Regions from separate parts of the Drosophila melanogaster genome. Here regions 2 and 3 are each linked to region 1. Evidence: chromatin contacts called from public Hi-C and targeted proximity ligation data. All regions are on one chromosome and are shown on one strand. The core of a region is the stretch at or near the end of the contact, and the rest is flanking DNA. Distances in the headings are between cores, read along the strand shown.

Evidence for each region. A called contact is a pair of places that touch in the nucleus more often than the background predicts.
Region 2: a targeted proximity ligation map of the S2 cell line shows a contact between it and region 1, with 10 times the contacts expected there. A contact is called at or near these places in 6 of 107 Hi-C or Micro-C datasets (the Kc167 cell line, the S2 cell line and the Sg4 cell line) and 1 of 7 datasets of targeted methods (the S2 cell line).
Region 3: a contact with region 1 is called in a Hi-C map of the S2 cell line, with 2.6 times the contacts expected there. A contact is called at or near these places in 3 of 107 Hi-C or Micro-C datasets (the S2 cell line, embryo and gut).

What each region holds. Positions count from the first base shown.
Region 1 is chr3L:8,690,184-8,694,493 of dm6, reverse strand. lncRNA:CR44526 (long non-coding RNA:CR44526) reads right to left here and starts at 1,791. Exons shown (of 1, transcript NR_124833.1): 1 at 1,303-1,791.
Region 2 is chr3L:7,865,648-7,869,957 of dm6, reverse strand. Pdp1 (PAR-domain protein 1) reads left to right here and starts at 2,589. Exons shown (of 5, transcript NM_168233.3): 1 at 2,589-2,717. The coding sequence starts at 2,675. It overlaps CG32365, which reads right to left and starts at 916. Exons shown (of 5, transcript NM_168240.2): 1 at 855-916; 2 at 1-375. The coding sequence starts at 366.
Region 3 is chr3L:8,080,991-8,085,300 of dm6, reverse strand. It overlaps lncRNA:CR43974 (long non-coding RNA:CR43974), which reads left to right and starts at 2,101. Exons shown (of 3, transcript NR_073918.1): 1 at 2,101-2,628; 2 at 2,688-2,786; 3 at 3,152-3,377. The region is part of intron 3 of Sarm (Sterile alpha and Armadillo motif); the gene reads right to left.

The DNA of each region.
Region 1 (4,310 bases), core at 542-3,041:
GCAGACCAATATTTTAGAAATATTTCAGCTTTTGCATTGATCAGATTTTTATACCACCATACATACAAAACTCTTTATTGTGGAAAAATTATGTTTTATGAATAGGCCAAGAACAAAAAATTCCACTTTAAAATTCCTTTCAAAATCTATGATTTAGCGAAAGAAATAAAAGATAAGATCTGATCGAATTGTTAAACTTTCGATGCAAATCTGGCCTAGGAAACTGCACCCAAATCGGCCAATCGTTCTGAATAGAAGCCAGACTGTGGCCCCATTATCCATATATCCACATGTCAGTAGACTACACTATATATATATACGAAGTGTGCTGGGAATGTCGCCGCAAATTCCACGAAGTGGAATACAATCAAATGATATATAAATTATATGGAAAAAAATACAATAAACCACAACGAAGCGTGTGAATTCAGCTGCAGTCGCGTGGTCTATGACAGGCTTATGACAAAAGCGCGGCGCGTGTGGCTCAAAGTGGCTCAGAGTTGTTGCTCGGCGGTTCAGTGGCTCAGTGGCTCAGTTGCTCAGTTGGCTTAGAGTGGCTTAGAGTGGGGCCCGTCTGTGGCCCCCTATCCCCCCACCCTCCCCTGTCGAGCGTAGCCACCATTTGGCGTCTCCAACGGCATCTCCGACTGGTTTTTGTCTCAGGCGATATTTGCTTTATTTTCCTACCTTTATTTATGATTATTTTTAACTCTTATTTCTTTTTTTTTGTGTTGTTTTTGCCTTGGCTTTGGCAAACACACGCTTGTTGGCTAATTTTTCTTGTGGCTTGCTTTCTTTTTTTGCGGCGGGGGAATTCCAGAAACGTTCGCGATGCGGTCTGGTCCCCCTTTTTGGCCCCTTGGTGGTTAACATTTTAATGCCAAACGGCCAGACAAGCGACGACGGATGGCACAGACTCGACACGCTGCAAATTCTAATTAATGACAGTTTTAGACATTTTTGAGCTAGACGGCGCCAAAGACAAAGCCAGCAAAAACCAAAAAAAAAAAAAAAAATAAAAAACACTAAGCTCGACTCGAAAGAGCAGCATCTAAAAAATATCGATTTTGAATGTATGAGGTGTCTGTGTAGATTCGAGACCCCAGGGCATGTCTGGCCAAAAAGCTGATGAAAGAGGCAACGGATCGTATCGGATGATCGTGTTATATAAAGAAGGGATTTTCTAATGGCCAAGAAGAACTAATGATCGATCGGTGGACTCTCAGCTTGTGTGGCTTAGTATTGCAAGTTGAGCGATGTTTTAATTTTGTATCTTTCAAATCCATCAAAAACAAATCACTTAAAGTCGTCGGACTTATAATTATTATATATATGTAAGTTCTTGCTAGGGGAAATATTCAATGATTATTTAGTTACATGATATCATTAATAATCTGGACCAAAGGCTTTTGGAAAATATTATCATAAAGTTCCGTGTTGTAATCCAATCGTAATCCAAGTCAGTTCCGCAATGCAATCGAAGTCAATATCATAGCATTGCTCAGTGGGATTTCGAGATTCCCAGAAATCCAACTAAGTCGTCCGACATCCTGTAATCTGTGATCCGCATGAGTGCCAGTCATCGAATCGAAATCTAATGGAAATCAATGGCGACTGGTGACTCACAGCCCGTTGGACTTTAAGGTGGGTGGCCGGTGGGAGCGTCGGGAGGTGGGCCGCTTGGCAAGGTCGTTGCGTCAGCGTTCCACGATGACGTCGGTCTTCGCACTTTGCTCCGCCGGGTGATTGCATGTGCCAGCCGGAGACTCGGCAGCTGTCTGTGACAGGTTCCCGATCTGGTTGCCGTTCCAGCGCTTTCGACGGGTAACCACATTGCCCGGCTGATAAGCTGTTTACGACGACCGACGTCTTGGGCCTCGGCAGACAATCAGTCATATATTACTTTATATATTTATGTGTGTGCATGTGTGGCACGGCATGCCGGCGTCTTATCAGAGTGTTCACTGTGCGAGGAGGCTAATGGTGAAATTAACGACGGGGCTCGTGCTTCGCATTGCAGCGCACGTAGACGCCTTCGAACTGTGCACTGAAAAAAACTGTTAGGTTCTTGCTTTAAGATACGAAAATACATTTTACCATGTGTTGAAAATAAGTAAATATACAATCAATAAGTTTACAGTATATATTCAAAGTTTTTAAAGTACTGGGTATAGACAAGTAAATAATAAGAATCTACGGTCTTAATAAATGTAAATCAATTATATTGATTTAAAATATATTATTATTTACTTGGTTAAAGATATTGTAAAACCTGTTTGAGATTAAAAAAAATAGCATTTATTATAAGAAATTTATTTACATAAAACGAACCGACTCACAATATATAAAAGGGGGAACTCCCTTCTTTGCGTTTCTTATTACTCATTGCTGGAAAAACTATATTAGAAGACCTGTCTCAATCATATATCACTATGATAAGCGTAAAGCTCATTCTAAATTTGCTCAGTGTATTTCTTACACCCCGTCAAGGAGTACGTGGTGCGGTGCATGGGATCCGCGGTCGGATGGTCTGGCCTTATCTGGCTGCCCGGGCCGACTTTAGTCAGCAACTAAGGGCTAGGCCAACACTTGTGCTTTCAATGTTTGTATGTGGGTCACATCGTTTCGACTTTCGATTAAAGACTTTGACGTCAGCAGCTGGCTGCCGGAACTCGAGCTGGAATCAGCGTACAGAGATCGTACGATGCATGCAATCAGCATGATTCGTCTGGGCAATGGTACACCCACCCCATCCGATATCCCTTACAGTCTAACGGTCGCAAATCTAATCGCGTTAAACTATAAAGAATTTCCTTTTTTTGGGGCTCGACTCATTTCCGGATGGTGATACCTTGCTATATCCCCATAACACCCATAGCACCATATTCCACGTTCCAGGTTGAATGTGAGTGCTAAAATTAAAATCTTACCACGATACTAGCCTATCAATTACTATCGCTAATGCGATGACCTTATATGGAGCATTTTTAGTTTTGCGGAAACACTTAATGGGCTTATCAAGGGAAATGTGTAATTGATGGTTTGCTGAGCAATTGTAAAACTAATAAAGGAAATGCCTCATGGTCAAGTGAATAGATAAAATGTAGGCCTTTTCATGACTTTGTGCTAAAAATATAGTGCTTAGTTACTCCTGAAAGGCGTCGTAATTGTGAGCTAATAGAATAAGATATCAGACTGCACGTGGCCTATCTAAAAATAGGGCAATCCGCAAAACGAAGCGGAATGAACTTCAAAAATACCTCCCGACACTCCAGACAGAGAGATTCACACTGATATGGAAATTTTTGTCATCCGCTAATTGTGACATTTAAATCAAATCTTATCAGGTGTTAAAAGTCGTAAAGCATGTAAATATATGCTGGAGTGAGTCTATCTAATGATAGCAAATTGGGGTCTGAGTCCAAGAAGCTCCCTGTAGTTTTCCATAGCGTAGGAAAGCAACAAATCTTCCGCTCTCGACGATCCAGGGTGTGAATTGTCAACATCGGTGGCCTTTCTCACGATTTGTTTTTAGCGCTGCTGTATCTACGAATCGGTCGGATTGACTCCACCGTCAGCTGGGTATTGGGTATTGACTACTGCATACTGGATGTCCAGACGTGATACTTGCGTCATAAGTTCGATATGTCCACGATATCGCCGGCTGAGCCCAAGGCGTTAAGTTTGCGGTTAAGACTCGGTCGATCGACTTATTTTTGGCTTTCGCGCCATAGATTGATTGTGCCCACAGGAAAAACAAATGTGACTGCGACTGGTGACTGCTTTATAAATAAATAAATAGTGCCAAAAATATCACAAAATAACAAAAGAGTTTCAGTCTGAAGATCGATGGATAGGCATTGTTGTTGCCGGATGAATCCGACGGATTGATTTTCTATAGTTTTGTGATTTTTTGGCAGCTTTGTTTCGTACTTTGTTACTTATTTGTGCCCCGGAGTCGATGAAATAACGCCAAAGCGTGCCTCCAGTCAAGTTATTTTTATTGTTAATTAATACCTTTTATTTTTATGTGCACAGAAAACACTAGAAATCCACATGCCCCGTCTATAAGCGCAGATATGTGATCATTATGATTGGGGCTTAAAGTCCGATGGCGAAGAATTTGCATTTCAAATTCGCACCCAGAAATAAGCAGACGGCGGAAAAAGTCACCTTGCTTGGAATTTAGCCAGAGGAACAAAAATTATTCAAAATTAAAGAAAAAAGTTAGCAACATAAGTCACGAAAGAATAAGAAATCTATAAAAAGCTGCAATTTAAATAGCAAAACTGATTTTTTTGGCTATAGCT
Region 2 (4,310 bases), core at 1,340-3,839, 830 kb after region 1:
GGGCGGCTGGGCGGTGAGCAGCTGATTAGAGGCGCCAAAGTGTATCATGTTGGCGGTGTGACGTCGTGCTGGCAGAGCGGGGGGCGGGGTGGCGCAGGGGGAATCCTGTTCGTTGTCTCTCTCTAGCGATTCCTGATTCTCCAGCTGCTGCTGTTGTTGTTGTTGTTGTAGTTTGGCCTCGTTTGTTGGCGGCTTCTTGGGCAATGTCAAGGCATTGTTGTTGTTGTTGTTGTTGTTGTTGTTGTTGTTGTTGTTGTTGTTGAGCGAAAGCGAACGCGCAAAAGAACTTTTGAAATAGCGACACGGCATCTGGAAATCAAAGTCAAGATCCGTTGTCTGCTGCATGTTTGTTGTGGTTTTGTGCATTTCTATTGGCTAAAACGGGATTTCTTTATTTATATATTTGAATTTTCCCTTGTGCTGCCTCTTTCTCTGCTATTTTTTTTTGTTGGTCTCTTTTAAATTGGCATTGTTGATGTTTTCCTCTTTAGCGGTATTTCCCTTTGGATTATTGCATTTTTTCACGCACCCATAAGTTCACTTTCACACACTCACGCACAAATCAATTAGTTTTTGACACTCGAAGGATTTTTTTCAATACAATTTAATAGAAATTCAATGGAAATCAATTTCTGGGATTTATTCGCGCGCGCATAACACAAACAAAATTCATAAAGCCGCAGCTAGTTTTCGTTTGCGCCCGAATTGATGAGTTTTACTGTACTAAAATCCAGAAAAATTGGGAAATATTGATTCGTTGAAATGTTGTTGGGTTTGAATTTTAGTGCGAACTGTTGTTATTAAATGTTCAAGAATAATGTTCTACTAATAAATAGCTTGTTTTTCAACTTTACAACAGTTTGCTGCTTCTCGTAATTCACGCGACTTTTCCCGGCCGAGGTGGAAACCTAACTGGAAGACCAACTGTATGTTACCGCCAAATTCGCAGACAGTTTGTGCTTGGGTCACCCTGCTTGGGTTATTATTTCGATCTCCAATGTTAATGTTAATGTTATTAACAGTAAGCTCGTTCTCTCTGAAATAAATGAATGAAGAAGTTACCAAGGCAACCGAATAAAACAGAGTCTGCAAAGAATGTCTTAACAGCTAGCTATTCTCTTAATAACAGTGCAACAACAGTAAAAAAAATATGCTTAAAAGTATGCTAAGCATTTTGTTAAACAATCGTTTTTATGTCATAAGATCAGATCGTGAAACCTAAATTTAACAAATTAAATGAAAGAAACGTCTTGAACGTATACATTTAAGTGATTTTATAGAGACTTTTTTTTTAGCTTATAGCATTTAGTCAATAGCTTAGTTAACTGCACAAGAGTCTATAATAATAAAAGTCTATAAATACATTAAATTCGTTAACATGTTTTCAAATGTAGAAATGTTAATGATTTGGCGCGCCAAGAAATTTGAAAAATGTAGATTGTATTTTACAAGAAAATATGAAAAAGTATATTAAAAAGATAAAGTTTATTTTTGTTCTTCTTTTAGTTAAATAGATTGCATCTTAGTATTCATTATAAATATTATTCCAAATGTCTTAAAATTAATTAGTTTTTATATTTTATCATGAGTAAGAAAAGGGTTTTTTTCCAGTGCAAATTTTGTTCAACGAAACTAATAATATCGGTTGAGAAATGGAAATTGTTTTACCATTCCCCCTTCTAAGGAGGCATTAGCATTCGTTCCTCCGCTGACTAATCCCCGGCCTAATTCCCATACCTTATGTGGTATCTATATTGGGGAGACAGCTTGCCAATCAATTTGATTGCGCTGCGCTGATGTTTGCCCCTGTTTATCTAGCTTAGGGGAAGGATTTTCAAGCTTTTATCATAACAGAAGTGCTTTAATTCCCTTTGATGAACATTTGTACATAACCCCCTTTTGACAAAGAACTCCATAGCTTACTGATTTCGAAAAGCATGACCCAAAACTTAAGGTCATATCATTTTACTAGTAGGAATTTAAGTATTTAAACTAAAATTGGAAGTCATCTAAAACTATTTTTAAATGTAAAAATATTAAATATTTTATGAACCACATTTAATGTGTTTTTATTCATATCAATATATTTAAATAATTTTATAATTTAAATGATTTATGATATTTATTTATTTATAGACGTAAAATATTTGATGGAATCCTTCTGCAACCTGACCCCTAGCTACTAAAATAGAAATACGGCGATTAGTCAGAGTCGTTCGTAGTGGGTACTTAGTATAGATTTCTATTTTTATGGCCCCACGATCCACTGTTGCCATGTGCGCATGCCCCTGCGACTCTCCGTTACATAAGGCTTATATAAGAGGGCCATGCGAGCGAGCGAGATGGACATATGCCGCTTGGCTCTCTCGCTGCTTCTCCGCAACTAGCCCCCTCACGCTCTGGCCCCCTGAATGGCTCCAGTGAAGATAAAGACCACGTGATTACATTCTGCCGGCTGCACCAAAAAGAGAGAGCGAGAGAGCAGAGTGAGAATGAGTACTTGAAGTTGCTCTTATTTTGATTTCCAATTTATGTCCCAATGCTCCCCCGCGCCGCCATCGAAATGATTTAATCTTTTGGAAAATAGTTTCAGTTACGCGTTGTTGCTGCGACCGTGTGTATCGGTAATCGGTTTTCAAACACTTGCAATCGATAGGAGGACACAGAGTGTGCAATGAGCGAGCCCAAGGAGAATATCATGGACTTATCCGTGCGAGGTAAGTGGTAGCGTAGGCACCTGTCCATTGCCCCCTTGCCCCTCTCACCGAATCATCGAAAGCCCCAACAAAGGTAACACGTGCATTGGCGAGAGTGCGAATCGGTTTTGTTTGCTCTGCCTCTCACTCACACTTTGTGCGCGAAAAAGAGAAAGAGCTCAAGAGAGCATTGTGGGGGCGTGTGATAGTAAGCTTTTGCACGGTTTTATTTATTTTTTTGTTTTCTATTTTGCCGTGGTTAAGCCCGCCATGTGACAAATTATTTGATTTTGTCTTCAGATTGCTACAAATTGGTTTCTTTGATTTTCTATTTTTTTTTGCTATTTCCATTTCTATGGTGATTTTTTATTTACCTAGCGGCGGAGCCTTAAGCAAATAGTAGCTTATGTACGCACACGCAAAATTAGAGTGCTTGTATATTGTGTTCGGCCTTCAATAGAAACGTCACGAGGTACAGTGGATCGAGACTAAGAGGTACCTGAATTAGGAGTGGCTAAAGGATTTCGAAGGATTTTTGTAGCATACTTTCACACACTAAATTGGGGGATCTGAAGATAGAGAAGCTGAAACAAACTTTTAATTTTTTTGCTTTAGTCTTAAAATTTATATATTTATAAATACCCAGTGCAGCCGTACTCAATAGCAATGAATAATTCGGAATTTACACAGCATGCCGTCATTAATTAGTACAATCCAGATGCCGCCTAATTGATATATTGTGGACCCCGCCCAGGAAACCCCCAAGCCCAATCAGGTTCCCACCCCTCCGACCACTTAGCCACTCCACCGAACGACTTCCCCGAGATAAACTAGTATTTACCAACCCGATCACCTGCGATCGATATGCATAGGCCCCAAAACTGACCCCGTTGGATCTTGCGTCGGCACTTGAGGCCTTTGATATCAGACTAATCAAATGTTGGGGTGCTCGATAAAATAGCGTGGATTCTTGGATTGAGCTCATTTCCCCCTATCCAGTACTCAGTTTTGGGTTGCCATGATGGACTGCTGTCCAGAATTGGTGAAATAGAAACGACGACGTCGTCGTCGACAGTTGTCGCCATTCCATAATCACAATCAATTGCACTGTCATCGTTGTCGCCGGCTTCGTTATCAGGAGGAAAGGAAAGACGAGGTTACCAGGCGACTATAAATATTTACCCTCATGATATAGTTGGGCCGCATAAAAAGTGAGTTGTGGCTGTGCGGATGGTGATTACGATGATTATGGTGTGGATGTAGGCAGGGGCTAGTTTTAATTATAAACATTTACGACACACAGTCACACAGTTGCCATCCCATTGCTCATTTTTAGAGGGCTTGAAAAGACGACCATGCATATAATAAAGATTCCATTTGTTCTCGAGCCTTTTACTTGTGAGAAACTTTAGATTTAATTATCTATATTTACAGAATGCATTTTGTAAATAATATATTGCATTTGTTTTAATCAGACAGGGAAAGTCCATAGATCTTAGATATTGGTTCATAAGCTAAAAAATTATGAACCTGAAAAATAATAATAATGAAAAGGATTCCATTTTCATAGTTCTAATATGCAACGACAAATTTTATAGTATTATTAATACCCAC
Region 3 (4,310 bases), core at 852-3,351, 610 kb after region 1:
GTATACGTTTGGTGGTTTGGGGAAGGGGTTCTCGCTCTTTTTTTGGGTGAATGAGTTGAGTTGGTGGGTGGGGTGGTTGGTAAAGGGGTGCCAGAAGCACCATAAAACGTATTATACTCTCGTTTTATTTGCGTTTTATTATTGTTTAATTAGTCCCTGGCATTCAACTATGAATGCCAAACTTTGTTTGTTTGCTTTGAACAGTAGTATCCAGCCCCCATCCCAATTTGTAGCACCCCCCCCCGCACATTTTTCCCACCCAATCCCCCCTTGACATCTCCCCCCCCCCTCCACAGACACCCTACAAACAGAGAGAATTTCTATCATAAAGCCAGTTTATTGTTCTAGGGCGGCAAATTTCAAATGCAAACTGGCAAGCGAAAACAAGAAAACGTAGGGGGAAATTGCGAAAAAAAAAAAGAAAATGTGAAGAGAGCTCCACAATGTGGGCAGTGACATTTCAGGGAAAAAAAAAGGAAAACAAAAACTGAGACTGTTTCCAATGGGTCGTAGGTTGAGGTTGTCGTGTGGGCGAGGGCGATAAACAAACTGGAAGTGCAAACACCGACTGCGAAAAGTTGATGAATAGTCTAAACCGAGTGTGAGCAAAGGAAAAAACAAATATAGAAATATAGAAATATTTAAAGGGGCTCATAGGTTTGTGAAAAATTCACAATTTTAAGTTCAAGAGATAATAGGGTCGTAAAATGTGATTCTTATTGATCGCTTTAACAAACACACGCTTTAAAGTACTAAATCTCTCAAAACACTGTCGGGTGTTCTTTCAAATATAATAGTATTCATTTAAATTTATGTTTTTCGTGCTTTAAAAATAGCTTAGAACGTCTTGAGGTCTTTAGCTTTTGATATACAAATGCGACCTTATTACGAATGATAACTTTAATAAATCAGCTTCAAGAAGGCCTACAAAAGTATAGCTATTTCCACTCACTGTCGTCTTGGCAACTGGCACCTTCAAGTGCACTTATTCAAGCCAACTTTCAATGATTCAATTTTAGCACTTTCGTCTCCGACTCGGCTTTTAGTTGCCCACTTCTCGAGCTCTATGCCCCGGAGACATATATTTTGTACCTGATGCACCTGCCATTCCACCTGCCAAGCGAATGACGCGCTTTGCAATTTGAGCACTCAAAGGTAGCAAATTGAATGAAAAATAAAGCGGGAAAATATTTACGATGACATGGCAGGCAGAGGTATTTCCGCTCAGCTCCAAACTCAATTTTCTATTCAAATTGCTCCGCTGCGATAGATAATGCAAGCCGCTGAGCAAAGGAAAATCGGCAAAAGGCGAAAAGGCAAGGCAAACGGGAAAAATCGCACAAGTTCAAGGTCTATGTCAGTGGCATTGTCGTGCTCTGTGATTATATTTGTATCTGCATCTACGTTTTGTATCTGCATGTTTTGTATGGCAACGACTGCAGCTGAAACAGCTGCGATTGCGACTGCCATTGCCAATTAGTTGTGTCTGAAATTTGTCTCATTAGCCAGAGATTAATCTAATGCATTCGAATTTGACGTTACATTTAGCCCACTGCGTAGGCGGATGGCTCACCTGATAATCTTGCCAAAAGTTAACCATAGGAACGGTGAAACGGAGGTCAAAAGATTCTGCGAATCAATTGTTTCAGAACTATCGCAAAGAAATACCTCAGAATGCAAAGTGAGCCACATTATTATCTTGAATATTGTATTCCTAGTAAATTATGGTTCTACTGATACGTAATAATATATATATTTTGCTGTGGCTTTTTATCTCATTGTTTTTAAGTGAATTAAACAACAAATTTGCATGATTTTTAGGTAATCGCAGTTCGTTCCAAAGCCCCCTCAAAATGAGTCAAGATAGCTCTTAATCATACGACTTAAACTATAATTTCATCAGAGAATAAAAAGAATTTATTAAGAAATTCCATTTATATATGTGTACATATTAAAATATTTATTAAAAAATGTTATTATAAAATTTAAGATACCAATAACCTTAAGCTTTCATTAAAATCAAAAATTGTAAAAATTGTAGGGTTGTCTTATATGGTAAAACCTTTGCTTTTATTTTCATTTTTTTTCGGACAATATGTCGCATTAAGGAAACGATTTCCACGTTATCCCTTATAGGGATTTGCCACCCATATTTTCAGAGGCCGGGTCAGATTGCAATCCCTACAATTGGAACAAGGGTGTGTTTACTTTCGGCTACCCCTTTGATTGCCCGATTGCGTGGGCCGGGCCAATGTCTTTTGGACATGTTGGTCGCGACCGCGATTCGATATCAGTTGTACTGTCGGAGATAAGCCATAAATAAACGGAGGGAAAGAAAACATTTCACAGAACAAAAAAAAATATGGTATTCATATCTATGTGGTTTACCTGTACAGCGAAAAACCGGTTCGCAGATTCTTTTCACCTGGGCGAACTGCCAATCTGGGAGACGAGGTAAAAGTGCCAAAATGTATATCGTTTTAATGGGTTCTCTATGTGAGGCGGAGACTGTGTGTAGTGCAATCAGAAAGCATAATCGAGGCAATCGACCATGAAACTGAGCAACAACTACGCAAACTATCTATAAGATACATTTCCCATCGCACAGCCAATTGTGGCCAGGAAGGGGTGAGGTGCCTTATTATACCCCTACTATAAACAATAACAAGTTTTTTATGTCTTTTCAGGGTAAAAGTTTACACAGAACTTCCTGTTGCTAAAATGTACAACGAAACGTTTTCAACATTGAATTCGAAATATTGGCAAATATTGGTTGGATTTCAAAGGTAGATGAATATATTGAAATTTATGCAGCATTTTTTAAAACATTTTACATAATTATTACCTTATGGTTAAAATTAGACCATGTATCTTAATCAAAGAAAGTTTAGGAAAGATGCACTCAGTATATTTACTGCATTTTTAATCACTAAAAACACTTTTAAAAATGATTTAAATATTTAATAATTCTTCGATCTTAAAATATAGATTATTATTTTTTTCCGTTTTATTTGTTAACACTTAATCTGAATTAACATACATTTTATATCATTATTTATGATAGTATTAACAGGGTAATAATCACGTTATTTTTGTGATTTATAATTGCGCTTCGATTTTCTATATTTCAGCACTGGTATTTTGATTTCAGCTTTTGAACGCGCGACGGCGACGAACACAACTGAGTTATGAAAACTGAATGAAAAGCACAAAAGCAGAGCAAAGTAAACTTGTTTGCCGCCTGCCCACCCTAAACAAAAGGGAGGGAAAGAGCGAGCAATATGAAGAGAGAGAGAAACATCAATATTGGCGCTTTTTTTGATTTAACAACACTGGCAGTGAGAACGAGGCATTACCATCTGGTAAAAAAGCTTTCGAAACTTGTTGCTCTTGTCTCTTTCGTTTTTCTCTTTCCTTAAAATGCATGAGAAACCGACATTTTAAAGATATATTAACAAATATCGAATATAATTGGAGTCTTAAATTGCTCAAACTCCAAGTATACGTATATTTTATAGAGATCATAGTAAATCGCTTACAGTCTTTCTCTTCTCAATTCCCCTCTCTTCTCCCGCTCACCAAAACCGCTGCAAATTTGAATTAATGGTTCACCCTGTTGCTTTTTATCTTTTAATTGAGCTGAGCTGCAATTCAAGTGGACCGTTTGCGATCTACGAGGCGCTCTGGGGTTTTCCCCGCTTCGGGTAAGAAAATCATCTTAATTGAATTCATTCATAAATTGCAGCTTTGAACTGGACCAACAAGTCTCTATCTGGTAAACATCTACGAAAGTGGTTCATAATTCAGCAAATTAAATGAAAGGCTGTTTGGAAAATGGTTTTTTATTGATGTCATTTCAGTTGTGATAAAAATTTAATCATTGAGGAATTAATTTTTAAGTGGATTAATATAAGAAGATTTATTTATTGCACTGAAGTTAAATAGAAATTTAGTTTAGCCAAGAATTATTTAAATGAAATCCATAGAATGTATTTTAAACTTTGTTTACTCCTTTTCCCTTCCAATATCGTTTCTAATTGAAATGCCATATTTCTCCAATCGAATTTAAAGACATTTTCCAACTGTAATAACAAATTTCTCAATAATGGAAATCTTAAATCTAGTGAAAGAATTAAAATTTAGTAATTGCAACCCCATACCACTGATCCTATAAACAGACCGAAATGGCGCCGAAAGATATCTTAACATTGCCCCAAGATGAGGAATAGTCGACGCAAGAGTAAATCCCCCAAACCACGGCATGATCGCCTGCTACACCACAGTCCGTCCGTCCGTTTGTCCGCTCATCT